Linked DNA regions of Mus musculus: region 1 is linked to region 2. A link is a contact called in public Micro-C data. All regions are on one chromosome and are shown on one strand. The core of a region is the stretch at or near the end of the contact, and the rest is flanking DNA. Distances in the headings are between cores, read along the strand shown. Region 1 holds the start of Mdc1 (mediator of DNA damage checkpoint 1). Region 2 overlaps Gm41577 (a long non-coding RNA gene).

The links. A called contact is a pair of places that touch in the nucleus more often than the background predicts.
Region 1: a Micro-C map of embryonic stem cells shows a contact between it and region 2, with 3 times the contacts expected there. The contact joins the promoter of Mdc1 here to the enhancer-like site in region 2. A contact is called at or near these places in 4 of 39 promoter capture datasets (the 3T3-L1 cell line, cranial neural crest, embryonic stem cells and 1 more), 1 of 484 Hi-C or Micro-C datasets (embryonic stem cells) and 6 of 115 datasets of contacts at active chromatin or transcription factors (embryonic stem cells, forebrain, memory CD8 T cells and 3 more).

Annotation. Positions count from the first base shown.
Region 1 is chr17:35,840,158-35,847,461 of GRCm38.p6, reverse strand. Mdc1 (mediator of DNA damage checkpoint 1) reads right to left here and starts at 5,964. Exons shown (of 16, transcript NM_001010833.2): 1 at 5,783-5,964; 2 at 2,892-3,030; 3 at 1,243-1,623; 4 at 1,085-1,160; 5 at 1-139. The coding sequence starts at 3,027.
Region 2 is chr17:35,589,532-35,596,742 of GRCm38.p6, reverse strand. It overlaps Gm41577 (a long non-coding RNA gene), which reads right to left. Exons shown (of 3, transcript XR_876776.1): 2 at 7,100-7,186; 3 at 1,169-1,278. Among named protein-coding and RNA genes, the nearest start is that of Gm41577, 4.5 kb to the right of the region's middle. Within about 2 kb of position 2,777, at least 8 of the 459 cell types and tissues checked have an H3K27ac peak or open chromatin away from gene starts, as enhancers often do. A contact at or near this core is called in embryonic stem cells, where this site is marked.

The DNA of each region.
Region 1 (7,304 bases), core at 4,715-7,214, 250 kb before region 2:
TGCAGCACCACTGCTGTCAGCTAAAGAGGACTCCTCTACTCCTGGTTGCTGACCTTGTTCTTCATCAGTGTCACTGCCCAAACCAAAGGGTGAAGATGGCCCGGGGACACTTGGGGCCGGAGAAGAGACCTCTTCATCACTGCAAAGAAAAAGAATCCATAGAAAGTATGTCCTGGATAGAGACACCCCATTCAGCTATGAAGACCTTGAAAGCAGGCACTGCTGGTAGCTGTCTTCTCATCTCCACTGAGTATATCAGAAGTGCTCGGGCTGGAGAGATGGCTTACCGGTTAAGAGCACTGACTGCTCTTCCAAAGGTCCTGAGTTCAAATCCCAGCAACCACATGGTGGCTCACAACCATCTGTAACGAAATCTGATGCCCTCTTCTGGTGTATCTGAAGACAGCTACAGTGCACTTACATATGATAAATAAATAAATATTAAAAACAACAACAACAAACCACTGACTGATCTGAGTTCGAGGCCAGCCTGGTCTACAAAGTGAGTTCCAGGACAGCCAGGGCTATACAAAGAAACCCTGTCTCGGAAGGGGGGGGGGGGGGCGGACCACAACCAACAACAACAACAAAAAACAAAAAAGAACCCTGACTGTTCTTCTGAAGGTCCTGAGTTCAATTCCCAGCAACCATATGGTGGCTCACAATCATCTGTAATAGAATCTGACACCCTCTTCTGCTGTGTCTGAAAACAGCTACAGTGTACTCATATAAATATAATACATAAATCCTTAAAAAGAAGAAAAAGAAGAGGAAGAAGAGGAAGTGGTAGTAGTAGTAGTGCTCATTATGGTTTAATTCAGCTGGGGAAATATTATTCAGAGGCTCTTAGTGCCACCTTTCAAGATAATCATCTGGCAGGCAGTGGTGGCGCACCCCTTTAATCCCGGCACTTAGGAGACAGAGGCAGGCAGATTTCTGAGCTCGAGGCCAGCCTGGTCTACAAAGTTGGTTCCAGGACAGCCAGGGCTACGCAGAGAAACCCTGTCTCAAAAAAACAAAAACAAAAACAAAAACAAAAGCAAGCAAACATAAATATTCAGGTATCTGGTACTTTGGTACCCACCTTTCTGGAACTACTGTTGCTGAAGGGGATGCTGTATTCCTTTGTCCATTCGCCACACACCTTCCAGAAGGAAAATCTGGCAAGAACAGGAAAGAATAAATTGAGTTTATAGCCATCATCCCTGTCTTTTCATACCTATGCCAAAGGCACAAACTTACCCCCTTCTTCCTCTGAATCGGCAGCCAACAAAACTCTGGAATTTTGGGATTCTATCCGTATTCTGGGGGTTTTCTCTATAGTTAGAAGACTCCGAGGGACCAAGGGTGGTGGGACATCCAGGCGATGGTACTGGCAGGGAAAATCTGCAAACAGAATTAATTCCTGGTCCCTCAGACGATGGCTCACTCCAGGAGGTAGGACCCTAGGAGGCTTTACGATTTGAGTGCCATTGAGGCTCCCACAATCCTGGAGGATAGGGGCTTTGTTCCAAGCTGAGATTTCAATTACTGCATGCTGTTTGGAGATGGATGGAAAAGGCAGGGCCACAGAGCAGTCAGGGCTTCGACCAACTACATTCTTGCCAAGGTAGAGGGGGAAATCTGAGGATCAGAGAAAAAATATGAGAGTAAGGCCAGAGTCCTGCCCTGAAGATGTTCTGGTTAGATACCCTACTGCTCACTCAGAGCTCTTACAGGCGTTAAAAAACGACCAACAACAAAACCCTGAGGGCATGCCAGCATAGAAGAGCATTTATAATACACTACTCATCAGCAATATTCTATCTAGTCACATTTTTGTCTTTTCTCAATTGCTTAGACTTGAAAACAGAGCTTCATGCATGCTAGCTAAACACTTTCCCCCTGAACTATAGCTCTTGTTTTGTTGTTTTGATTTAGGGTCTTATCATGTAACCCAGATGATTTTCAAACTTACTATATAGCCCAGGTTACCCTCAAATTCTAGAGTACCCTCCTTAGTACAGGGATCACAAACATGTACCACCATGCCCAATGGGTGCTTTTGTGTGATTAAGTACATATAATACAGGCTAGGTATAGTGTGGCACACGCCTTTGATTCCAGCACGTGGGAAGCAGAGAGAAGTGAATCTCTGTGAAGCCAGTCAGGTCTGCATAGTGAATTCCAGAGCAGCACAGGCTATATAGAGAGACCCTGACTCAAAGGAAAAACAAAAATAAAGGAAACACACTACACACAATACAACTCTAACCACTTCAATCACTGCACGTATGCTGTCCCGTTTTATTATACAGCCACTGTCCTTCCACAGTCACCAACACCCACAGTGTGTATGTGTGCACCTGCATGAATTCATGTCTATCACATGTGTGCTGGTATCCTGAGGTCAGAAGATAGTGTCAGGCCCCCTGTAACTAGAGCTCCAGGTGGTTGTGAACCACCATGTAGGTGCTGAGAACCTAAACCTCTCCAAGAGCAGTAAGCACTCTTAATCACTGAGCCATCTTTTCACCCCCCACATTGTAGTTTTATTTGAAGCTCTTCATTTTCTCTTGACAAAAGAAAATCACTCCAAGAAAATCCCAGAACCAGCCTCGAACAGTCAACTCAGGTGGCCTCTTTGGCATCCTTAGTGGTACAGTTATTCATATCCCCTTTGAAACATATGTGTATGTGTGTGTGTGTGTGTATATATATATATATACATATATATATATACACACACACTACATACTTATTTATATACATATGTATATGTGTATGTACTTATGTATGTATATGTATGTATGTGTGTGTACATATATATAAATGGTTCTACCAACCCTCCAACTTCCAACTTCTTCTAAGAAAGACCCACAATCATACTTTAGTTCCCAATATCTCCTGACCTCTTTCTGGTCCATGAGTTCCACTGAAGAGACGTAGCTGCCCTATAGGCTCCACACTATACCCCAAGGAGCCACTGGATAGTTCTGTCTCTTCCTCTTCTTCAGCATCCCAGTCAATCACCTGGGTGCTTTCCATGATCTGTAAAGGAAACACATAATCAGACCAGGCTGGCCTCAAACTCAGAGATCCCCTTGCCTCTGCTTCCCAAGTGCTGGGATTAAAGATGTGAACAACCATGAGGTGATGATTTCCTATCAGTTATTCTAAAGCATGTAACAATATTCAGGGGTGGGAGAGTATGCCAGAAATAGAATGTTTGCTTAGCCTATGTGAGGCCAAGTGTTCAATTCTTAGTACTACCAATAAGGAAAAAAAAATCTATTTGATAAAAGCATGTTGGCATATATCTATAATCCCTGCATCTGAGATGAAGCAGAAAAATTAAGAACTAGAGAAGCCGGGCGTGGTGGTGCACGCCTTTAATCCCAGCACTCGGGAGGCAGAGGCAGGCGGATTTCTGAGTTCGAGGCCAGCCTGGTCTACAGAGTGAGTTCCAGGACAGCCAGGGCTACACAGAGAAACCCTGTCTCAGAAAACCAAAAAAAAAAAAAAAGAACTAGAGACCTTACCAGGCATGGTGATGTACAGCTTTGATTATAGCAATGAGAAGACAGAGGTAGGCAGATGTCTACTTGGTCTATATAGCAAGTTCCAGGCTAGCCAGAAGTAGCTAGATCATGGATTCAAAAGGGGGTGGGGTGGGGGGGAGGCTGGAAAGATGGCTTAGTGGTTAAGAGCACTGACTGCTCTTCCAGAGGTCATGAGTTCAATTCCCAACAACTACATGGTGGCTCGCAACCATCTGCAATGGGATCTGGTGCCCTCTTCTGGTGTGTCTGAAAAGAGCAGTGGTGTACACATATACATAAAATAAATCTTTTTTAAAAAATGTAGAAACCAGCCTTGGCTACAGTGAGACCTTGCCATCCAAAACGGAACACGTACATATTTATACTTCTGGCCATGACACAAAGTATACCATTATATAGAAAGGGATACTTTATGGGATTTGTTTGTTTTTAGATACTACAGACTGAATCTAGAGCCTCCCACACCAAAACAAATGCTCTACCACCAAACTATAGCCTCAGCCCACAGATGGGTACTTCGTTTAAAGCATAAAAAAACATGGTAAGCTGGACTGAGGTGGTGTATACCCACAGTTCCAGCTGAGGGCAGCTGAAACAATGTAATTGCTTGAGTCCAAGACTTCCAAGTTAGCATGGACAACACAGTAAGACCCCTTTAAAAAACAACAACAACAAAAACCAGCAAGGTGGCTCAGTGGTTAAAAGCACTGCATGCTCTTCTAGAATACCTAGGTTCAGTTCTCAGAACCCACACTGGTTCACAACAGTTTGTAATTCAAATTCCAGGGTATCTGACACCCTCCTTGGAGCCACGCACTCACCTGTGTGAGGGTATGGGCTTTGAGAAACAATGGTATGTGAAATATACTGTTTCTGGGCCTGGAAAGATGGCTCATCTGTTAAGAGCACTGATTACTCTTCCAGAGGTTTTGAGTTCAATTCCTAGCAACTACACGGTTCACAGACATGCGTAATGGGATCTGATGGGTCAGATATTACACACACACAGGAAAACTAGTGATGATCAAACTTAGGGTCTTGTACATGTTCTAGTTTTTAAAAGCCCATCTACCACTCCCTAATTGATTTCATAATCCTCTATTGAGTATTGTGTTGTATCAGGCATAATAGCCAAACGAGACAGGGAAGTAATAACTCCAAAAATTGATTTGCTCAGAATAACACAGCATGTAAATAGAAATGAGTCACAAAGCCCCCAGTTTATACACTCTCATCAGCATACTTCAGCTTGAAGTGCAAAGAACCAGAGAAGCTAACATATAAAGAGGGGTTTATATGTTAAACAGTTTTAACACATTAGGTTGACTGATTCATTTGTTCTTGAGAAGAACCCTGTAAAAGTATGGTTGTTCTTTTTTTTTTTTTTTTCCCAGATGAGAAACGTCAACATAGATGGGTTAAGGACCGTCTCTAAATCACTCCTAGCGTTTTCTCGTGGCTGCTAAGTTCACAGAATTAAAGTAGCTCCTTGGCAAGACCCTTTCTGTCTTTGTTTGCTTGTTTTCGAGACAGGGTTTCTCTGTGTAGCCCTGGTTGTCCTGGAACTCACTCTGTAGACCACCAGGCTGGCCTCCAACTCAGAAATCTGCCTGCCTCTGCATCCCCAGAGCTGGGATTAAAGGCGTGCCCCACCACGCCCGCCCGGCCCCCTTTCTGTCTTTGACATCTCTTTCCAGATCAGTACGGGTGGAACTGTATCTACATCCCCACCTCCCCTACTCGGGTCCGTCCTATTTACTCTGCAGGAATTATGCACACCTGGTACCGGTCAGTATTTGGGCATGCATCCTCAAAATGAATCCTGCTCTCATGGTAACTACATAGCCGGCGTTACTAACAGACAAACTAGAGACAGAAATTCAAAACTGCATGGGTGGATTTTACCTATAAAGATGTCACACACGGGGAAAACGCTGAAAGGAAAAGTAGTGTACCCCAAGAAGTAAACTCCGTCCTGCCAACCCAGCAGACGCCTACGACCCTTTGCTCCAAGTGAAGGGCAACCATCTTTGGTACCTACGCTGGAGTTCGTTCCCTCGTGGCCTAAGGTTTCCGTGTCACCAAACCTACACCCGGGCCAGGGCGCCAAGCAAGGATTAGCATAAAAAAACCTAAAACCGCAACCCAAATTACCTCAGCCCAGTGACACCTAGGGCACGCCCCTCCCGCCCTCAGGAGGAATCAAAGATGGTAACCCGGGCGCGGGCTGCCGAACTCACCGACTGAATCCGCGCGCGCGCGCCACCAGTAACGGCCGCTACCAGGTGGCGGGAGTGCGAATCCCGGAAGAGAGTCGGTGGGCTGATTGGCTCCTGGAACTGTCTTTTACTGCTGGAAGCGCGCCGATTGATTCAAGTCGGAAGCCCCGCCCCTGCCTCACCTCCTCACAGCTCAAATGTGCGGCTACCGGCGGGAAACAGGCTGAAGAAAACGCTAATCAGGAGGGTGTGGCCTGAGAATCCCGCACCGTGATTGGGTAGTGCCCTAGGCCAACCCTCCGTCGCTACGTCATCCACGGACTACTTCCCGCGCAGATTTCCAAACGCCTACCAGAGAGTCTGGCGCCAGTTACCGGCGGCGGCTAGAAGGGCTCTATCATAGAAGTCATTCCAAGGCCAGAGCGCCCTTCTCGGTCATCCCAGAAATGGCGCCAGCTGACTCACGAGAAATGGGGGGTTGCAGGCAGCAGTCGTGGCTGGAGGCTGCAGATTGGAAAACACCCTGTAGGCGTGGCACTTTAGAACTCCCTATTGCAGAGGGATTTTATTTCCGTTTGATTTGGACTGTTTACTTGCTTTTCTTCCACATCTATGTATGTACGTATTAATGTATAAAATGACGGACTTTTTTTTTTTTTTTTTTTTTTTGGTTTTTCGAGACAGGGTTTCTCTGTATAGCCCTGGCTGTCCTGGAACTCACTTTGTAGACCAGGCTGGCCTCGAACTCAGAAATCCGCCTGCCACTGCCTCCCGAGTGCTGGAATTAAAGGCGTGTGCCACCACGCCTGGCCAATGACGGACATTTTGAGGTCATCTTCCTAAATGGAAGATCCTAAATACAGCAAGCTGTTTTGCTAAAACCTCAAAGTCTGTCGTCGTCTTTCAAAAGAGGAGAAAAGTATAATAAAATAATTTATTTCATTATAATAAAACATGAAGGTATTCCAGGAAAGTGGCTTGTATAGTTCTTTCCCGTTGGTTTTTTCAATATGTCCATAATAAATCGCCAGACGTTTGAAGCTTTAAGTTGGATGACTTATCCGTGTTCCTAAAGTAAATGAGACAAATTCAAGTAGCACGAAATAATCAATAATCGCTTTCATTGTTGGCATAACCAAAATTGAAATATTTTTAATGAATAAAGGAGTATTGATGTAACTTAAATGTTCTTTGTTGTTGTTGTTGTTGTTTTGGTTTTTTGTTTTTCGAGACAGGGTTTCTCTGTGTAGCCCTGGCTGTCCTGGAACTCACTATGTAGACCAGGCTGGCCTCGAACTCAGAAATCTGCCTGCCTCTGCCTCCCAAGTGCTGGGATTAAAGGTGTACACCACCACTACCCGGTTAAATGTTCTTTTATTTAAAAGATGACTTGAGCTGTATGTTGATTGCATGTCTTTGATTCATTTTCTTTAAGCCAAAGAAGGGTCTCACTATGTGCCTCCGCTAACCTCGAACTAACTAACTTAGCAGGTCAGCCTTGAACTCACAGGGATCCTCCTTCCTTTCACTGGTACAACACGAT
Region 2 (7,211 bases), core at 1,528-4,027:
AACACAAGTTAGGTGTGCTGAACACAGTAATCCTAGCACTTCAGGGCTGAGGCAGGAGGATTGTGAGTCTGAGGCAAGTATAAACTACAGAGTTAGGAAGATGTAATTCAGTCGAGAGCTTACGTCACATACAAGAAGCCCTGAGTTTGGTCACCAGCACTGTATAAAGTAGGGACGGTGATGGGTACTGTGATCTCACCATCTAGAAGGTAGAAGCAGGAGGGTCAGAAGTTCACGGTCATTCTCAGCTACAAGGAGAGTGTGAGGCTAGCCTGGGCTATGTGAGACACCGCCTCAAGAAACAAAGGAGAGAGAGATGGCTCAGCACTTGAGAGCATTTGTTGCTTTTGCAGAGGACCTGGGTTTGGTTCCCAGCACCTATGTCACCCATAACCACTTGAAACTCTACCTTCAGGGGCTCTGACACCTTCATCGAGTTTATGGGCGCTTGTATACATGTGGTACACACACATACACTCAGGCAAATGCGCATAAATATATATTTATATATTTACATGTATATTATATTTAAATTTATATTATATTTACACACACACACATATATACATATATAATTTTTTAAAAAATAAAGTATGACCTAGGCCTCTGTGTTTCTCTAAGACTTGACACGGTGTCTTCCTTTCCTGCCTCTCTTCCAAAGATCAAGCCTCGCCGTGTTCTGGGCTCCTCGAGGAGGAATGGCTGCTCATCTTGTGGTCTGGACCTAAGAAGCAGCTGCTCACTGCGATTTTTTAAAAGTGGCAGCTTGTGAGCCGAGCCAGCCTGTTCGGGTCGGTAAAGCCTCTTTAATTGATGACTGAGGCCATTATACACTGACCTCTGCCCCGAGAGGCAAAGCCACAGCCCCCGAAACATTTACACACGTGAGTAAAACCGAGGGTGATGAGCACACAGTTAGAATGCTCAGGTAGTGACACCTTGAAACATTCGGAAGGAATTCGGGAGGGAAGTGGCCACAGATACTTGATTCATGCATTGGTCATGTGCAGCACTTACCGGCAGAGGCGGGGAGCACAGCTCAGTGGTAGAGCTCCTACTTGGCACTAAGGAAGCCTTGGGTGAAATCCCCAGCACCCACAAAAGTTCTAGTAGAGGGTGCATTTGTGACCTTTCTTCCTGCTACCACAAAACACCTGACAAAGAGAACTTGGGCAAGTTGGCTTTATTTTGACTGGAATGCTAGGGTATAGTCCATCACGGTGGGGGAGGCTGGCAGCAGGAACCTGAAGAGATCGGTAGTCGCATTGTATCCAATATCTGGAAACAGAGGGAAAAGATGAATAAAAGATGAATGCAGTTACTCTCGCTTGCTCTCTCTCTCTCTCTCTCTCTCTCTTTCTCTCTCTCTCTGTGTGTGTGTGTGTGTGTGTGTGTGTGTTCACGCGTGTGCTGTCTACCTAGTACCCTCGGAGTCTAGAAGAGGGTATCAGATCTCCTGGAACTGGAGTTATGGATGACCGTGAGCCACCATGTGGGTGCTAGGAACAGACCCAAGTCCTCTACAAGAGCAGCAAGTGCTTATAACCGCTGAGCCTGCCCCTCCAGCCCTCCATTTCCCTTCTTTATTCACTTCAGGATCTCTGCTCTCGGGATCATACCACCCGCATTTAAGGTGGGTCTTTCCACTTCTATTTTAACCAAACCTAGAAACTTCCTCAAGGATGTGTGATGTCTCCTCCTGGATCCTGAGGTGCTGACCCTCCCAGTGCGGGATGGTCACTTTCTCCAGCTCCTCAGCCTCCAAACCAGAACTAATGCAGGGCATGGATGGCTCCCAAACACCAGGCCCTCCTCATCTTTCATAGACAACACAAAACAAAGGTGCACGGTATGGAAAATAAGAGGTACAACTACACCCCTATATCCCAAAACGTTAAATTTTTATTTTGTTTTTTGAGACAGGGTTTCTCTGTGCAGCCCTGGCTGTGCTTAGAACTAGCTCTGTAAACCAGGCTGGCCTCGAACTCACAGAGACCCACCAGTAGGGTGTGTTGATTGGTTGAAGATGGTTGCTGGTTTGTTCTGGGGACGTTGCTCTACAACAAAGAGCGGCCCTGATTTCAGGAGATGGGTCTAATCTGAGCCATCCCACAAGAGGAGGAAGCATAAGTTAGGGACGACCTCTGACTACAAGAACACCTTCACCTCTGTGAATCCAGGACTGAAGTCTCTTGCAGAGGATCCGGGTTCCATTCCTGGCGCATACCTGGTGGCTAGAATTTTATCCTTTTAAAATGAACTAATATTTATACCAATAAAAGCATGTGGGGCAGGAGCTATGGTAAAAACCTGCTAGCTTACCAAGGCAACCTTTTTTTAAAACTATTTACAAAATAATCTCTTTACAAGCCTGATTCTACAACTAAACTGCTAGCTCTTTAGAAATCTCTTTTTATCCTACCACACCACACTAATCTATCTTTATTTTGAGCTCCTCCAAATTCACAAGGGCTCCTTAGGTCTCTTCCCTCAAATCCTGTTTTATCTGTGTCCTGCCAGCTGCTTCTCTGCAAGCCCAGCGAGAAAATCCCTATCGCTAACCTGGAGAATCCCTATCGCTAACCTGAGGCTTCCTCCATGAAGCTCTTCTAAGCCAAACACAAGAGACCCCAAAGAGAGTGCCCCAGAAGAGCGCCCTCAAAAGTCCAGCTGCTATAAAGAAATCTCTAGCTCCTCCCCTACACACTTGACCATGTCACCGTCATGGGGTGGGGCTCCAATCCAAGTCTATAGAGGCTGAACCATTTCACCCTAGTAACCACAAGACCACTCCCAAGCAATTTGCCTTAAAATAGACAGGAACTTTCGATTCTTATTTATCAAGCCTTTAGAGGCACACCCAAACTTCAGGATCTTTCCTTTCCTTTCCTTTCCTTTCCTTTCCTTTCCTTTCCTTTCCTTTCCTTTCCTTTCCTTTCCTTTCTTTTCTTTTCTTTTCTTTTCTTTCTTTTTTTGTTTTTTTCGAGACAGGGTTTCTCTGTGTAGCCCTGGCTGTCCTGGAACTCACTCAGTAGACCAGGCTGCCCTCGAACTCAGAAATTCAGGATCTTTCTAAGCTTGTATATTTTACTAACAATTAGGTTTTCTATGAACCATAATCCAATAATCTGCAACGACCATCTTTAACGCCAGTTTCAGAGGATACAGCACTCTATTCTGACTTCCATGAGCAATGCATACACATGCTGCACATACATAAAGCCAGTGAAATAGTCATACACAATAAATTTTAAAAATATATACAATACATGTATAAATATATATTTTATATTTATAATCAATATAAATATCTATATTAGAGAGAACAATGATGTCTTATATATGTATACATGTGTATATTTGTATATGAATATACATTATATTGTATATGTACAACATATAATCTATATACAATGTATATACTATATATACAATGTATACAATATATAAATATATAGTATATACACAAATACACACACACACACACACATATATTCACCTTACTGTGTAATAGTTCAAAGGGTTTCTTTTTCCTAACTGTAACTTCGCACCCACTAATCTATTTTTTTCTCTCTCTCTTTTCCTCCTTCCTCCTATCATACTTTAAAATTTATGTGGAGGCTAGCGAGATGGCTCAACACTTGTTGCCCTTGCAAAGGACCCAGACTATGTTCCCAGCAACTAGGTGATAGCTCACAGTTGTCTATAACTCCAGCCCTGCCTCTGCAGGCACTGGACACACAGGTGGTACATAGACATACATGTAAGTGAAGCACTCATGCACATAAAATCGTAAATCTTAGGGCCGGGCGTGGTGGCGCACGCCTTTAATCCCAGCACTTGGGAGGCAGAGGCAGGTGGATTTCTGAGTTCGAGGCCAGCCTGGTCTACAAAGTGAGTTCCAAGACAGCCAGGGCTATACAGAGAAACCCTGTCTCGAAAAACCAAAAAAAAAAAAAAAAAAAAAAAAATCATAAATCTTTTAAAGTTAATAAAATCTTTAACTTTGTGTGCACGCAGTGACTATGTGGAGTTCAGAGGACAGTCTGTGGGGTGGTTCTCTCTCTACCCCGTGGGCTCCAGAATGAATCTCAGCTCATCAGGTTTGGCACCTTTACCTACCGCGCTACCTTGCTGGCATCACTATTTAAATTGTGAGTCCTATAAGGGCAAATGCAAGGACTCCTATTAGCTTCGCTCGGGTTTTGCATTTCTCAGTGGGAACAGGAAAATGCTCATATTACGGGGCTTTTAAGGACTATCGATGAGGGCAAAGCAAACGAGAGAGTTGAGTCCCGGCCTCTCTTTCATACTTGAAGAGGCTGAATTCTGTGTGAGGTGGCATTGTGCCTGCCTGAAAAACATCTTTTCCCAATCTCCCTTACACTCTCTGTGATGGCGGGGCGCTGCTCTGTCTGTGTGGTGTCTGTAGAAGTCGCTGCGGCTCCAGAGAGGAAAAAATAAAGAACACACCTTGATAACCCCCCCTGAGCCCCTGACCTTTCACAGGGGCTCACTAGAGCGACAAAGATTGGCAGTTAGCTTCCAACCACAGTTGCTAGTTCATTCATGTACAAAACTCAAGGGTAGTTAACCCATACCTGTTTCATGCCTCACCTTTTGCGCATGCGTCCAGCCCACCCCATCTAATAGCCTCGCTGTGTGATTAAGGAGTGGAACCAAGTCTGGGTGGGCTCAGCTGACACACACCATCACGATGCATCCTGAACTGAGTAGAACAGACATGCTCACCCCAGAGAAATAACCGCTTAGGTGAGTCACTCTTACAAACACATCTCGGCTACCGGCGCACATTCCAATCAGCCCGCATCCACCGCACGAGGATGCTGCGACACCTTCCTTATAAAGTATCTTTGACACCTTTGTAAACACAGCTGCAGTCAGGACTTTCCCTACCGTTTATCTGGCACAGACACCCCTTCGGTCTCTTACACCTCAGTGGAGCCAGCCAGGAGGTAGACTTGAGTTTCCGTAAATATATTTGTTCACTGCCTGCATCCTCTGCTAGAGCAAGAAGTGTCAGGCAGTGGTGGCGCACTCCTTTAATCCCAGCACTTGGGAGGCAGAGGCAGGCGGATCTCTGAGTTCAAGGCCAGCCTGGTCTACAAAGTGAGTTCCAGGACAGCCAGAGCTACACAGAGAAACCCTGTCTAAAAAAAAAAAAAAGAAGTGTCCAAAACCACTGAGGCATCTTTCCAGGCTCCTGAACAGTATTAGAAATCTAGAGAAGTTGCCAAAAAATGTGAACCATTAAAAAGTCACTGGAGCATCCCACTAGGAGCTACTGTCAACCGGACAATAGACCGGTTCTTTCCGGTTACCATTAGTATTCACTCCGGGTGATGAGCAGCCTGCTGCTGCTCTCTGTTACATGAATGGCAGCACCACAGAGCTGCAAACAAATTAAAGAGCAGCTAGTTCTAGAAGCTTCCGGGTTGGTGAAAACGGAAGGTAAAGGAGTGGAACCAAGTCTGGGTGGGCTCAGCTGACACACACCATCACGATGCATCCTGAACTGAGTAGAACAGACATGCTTAGCCCAGAGAATGGATGACATGGTCTGAATATATGCTCAGCATGCAAAAATAAATAATGGGAGAAAACAAGCCACAACAGTCAAACAACTATGGAAACAGTATCCATGGCAACCAAGGAAGGCCTCCAGAAGCAATCAAGACTGCCCGCCTGCAAACCCTAGACGAAGCGTGCTCATGAGCCCCCTAGTGGCAAAACTGGGTAGTGGCCCAGGGATTAGCGTCTCTCCTAAGAGTTAGTTGATTTATTATTTTCAAGAACGGAACTCGGGAAGTTGGCATGCATTGAAGTCCCTAAGATCCCTGTCACACCCCAGCTCCCTTCTCAACCGTGCTTGACGACATGTAGGCAGAGCACACATCCACTAACACCAACCAACTCCCTCTGACTATAAAGACCCCATTGGCTACGTAACACCATTCTTGCATGCACCACTAAGAAAAAAAAATAATCAATTTGGCTGGAACATGACGCTAGTGCTAGGACATAGCCACATTCGAAAGACGTTAAATGTGAAAATAATTATGTTTTATAACCCACAAAATGTGATAAGTGGCTTGGTGAGTCACTTAACCCCAGGGCCTCACTTCCTCACGTAAAACAGTTACGCCCTTCGGCCGCTTACTCACGCTGTGTTCCTCACGGGGCACTAACTCTGAGACAAGCACTGACTTCAGCTGGGAGGGTGAGTGAGAGCGGGACAGCAGAGATTTACCGAGTTTTCCTCTTCCAGGCGGCACTGCAGGGTTTTTTGGTTGTTTTTGTTTGTTTGTTTGTTTTTTAACCTTTTTTCAAAAACTTTAAAATGGCAGACGTGCGTGCGTGCGTGCGTGCATGTGTGTGTGTGTTGTTTTGTTTTTTTGTATTTTGAGAGAGGGTGGAGTGTACCTCATGCTGGCCTTGAACTTGCCAAGGATGAGTGAATTCCTGATGCTCCTGCCTCTGCCTTCCAAGGGCTTGGAATTCAGGCGTGCAGCAGGACACCTGTTCTAACTGTAAGGCTTCTGACGACCCTTGTCACATTAACAACCTGAGTCAGTGGTTCTATGACAAGCTGCAGAGTGAAAACAGAACCCAGATAAGGCCAGAACACCTGGGTCCTCCTTCACAGCCATAGGCACGCCCGATCCAGTTTTGTTTATCGGTTCCTCAATGGATTTGGTCATGTCTTGCCTCCTCCGCCTAACTTATGGCTTATCAAGATGAGGCTATATTTTTCTCCCAGTGAGGCCCTTCGAATAAAATAAAGTGGTAGTCTAAAAAACAACAACAAACAAACAAAAAAACAAAAAAGAAGAAGAAGAAGAAGAAGAAGAAGAAGAAGAAGAAGAAGAAGAAGAAGAAGAAGAAGAAGAAGAGGAAGAGGAAGAGGAAGAGGAAGAGGAAGAGGAAGAGGAAGAGGAAGAAGAAGAAGAAGAAGAAGAAGAAGAAGAAGAAGAAGAAGAAGAAGAAGAAGAAGAAGAAGAAGAAGAGGCTGGAGAGATGGCTAACAGTCCAGAGCACTGGCTGCTCTTCAGGAGGTCCCAGGTTCAGTTCCCAGCACCTCCGGGGTGGCTCACAACCATCTGCAACTTCAGCTCTAGAGGATCCGACATCTTTTTCTTCTGGCTTCTGCATACAACAGGCGCACCTGTGGTTCACAAACATACATGAAG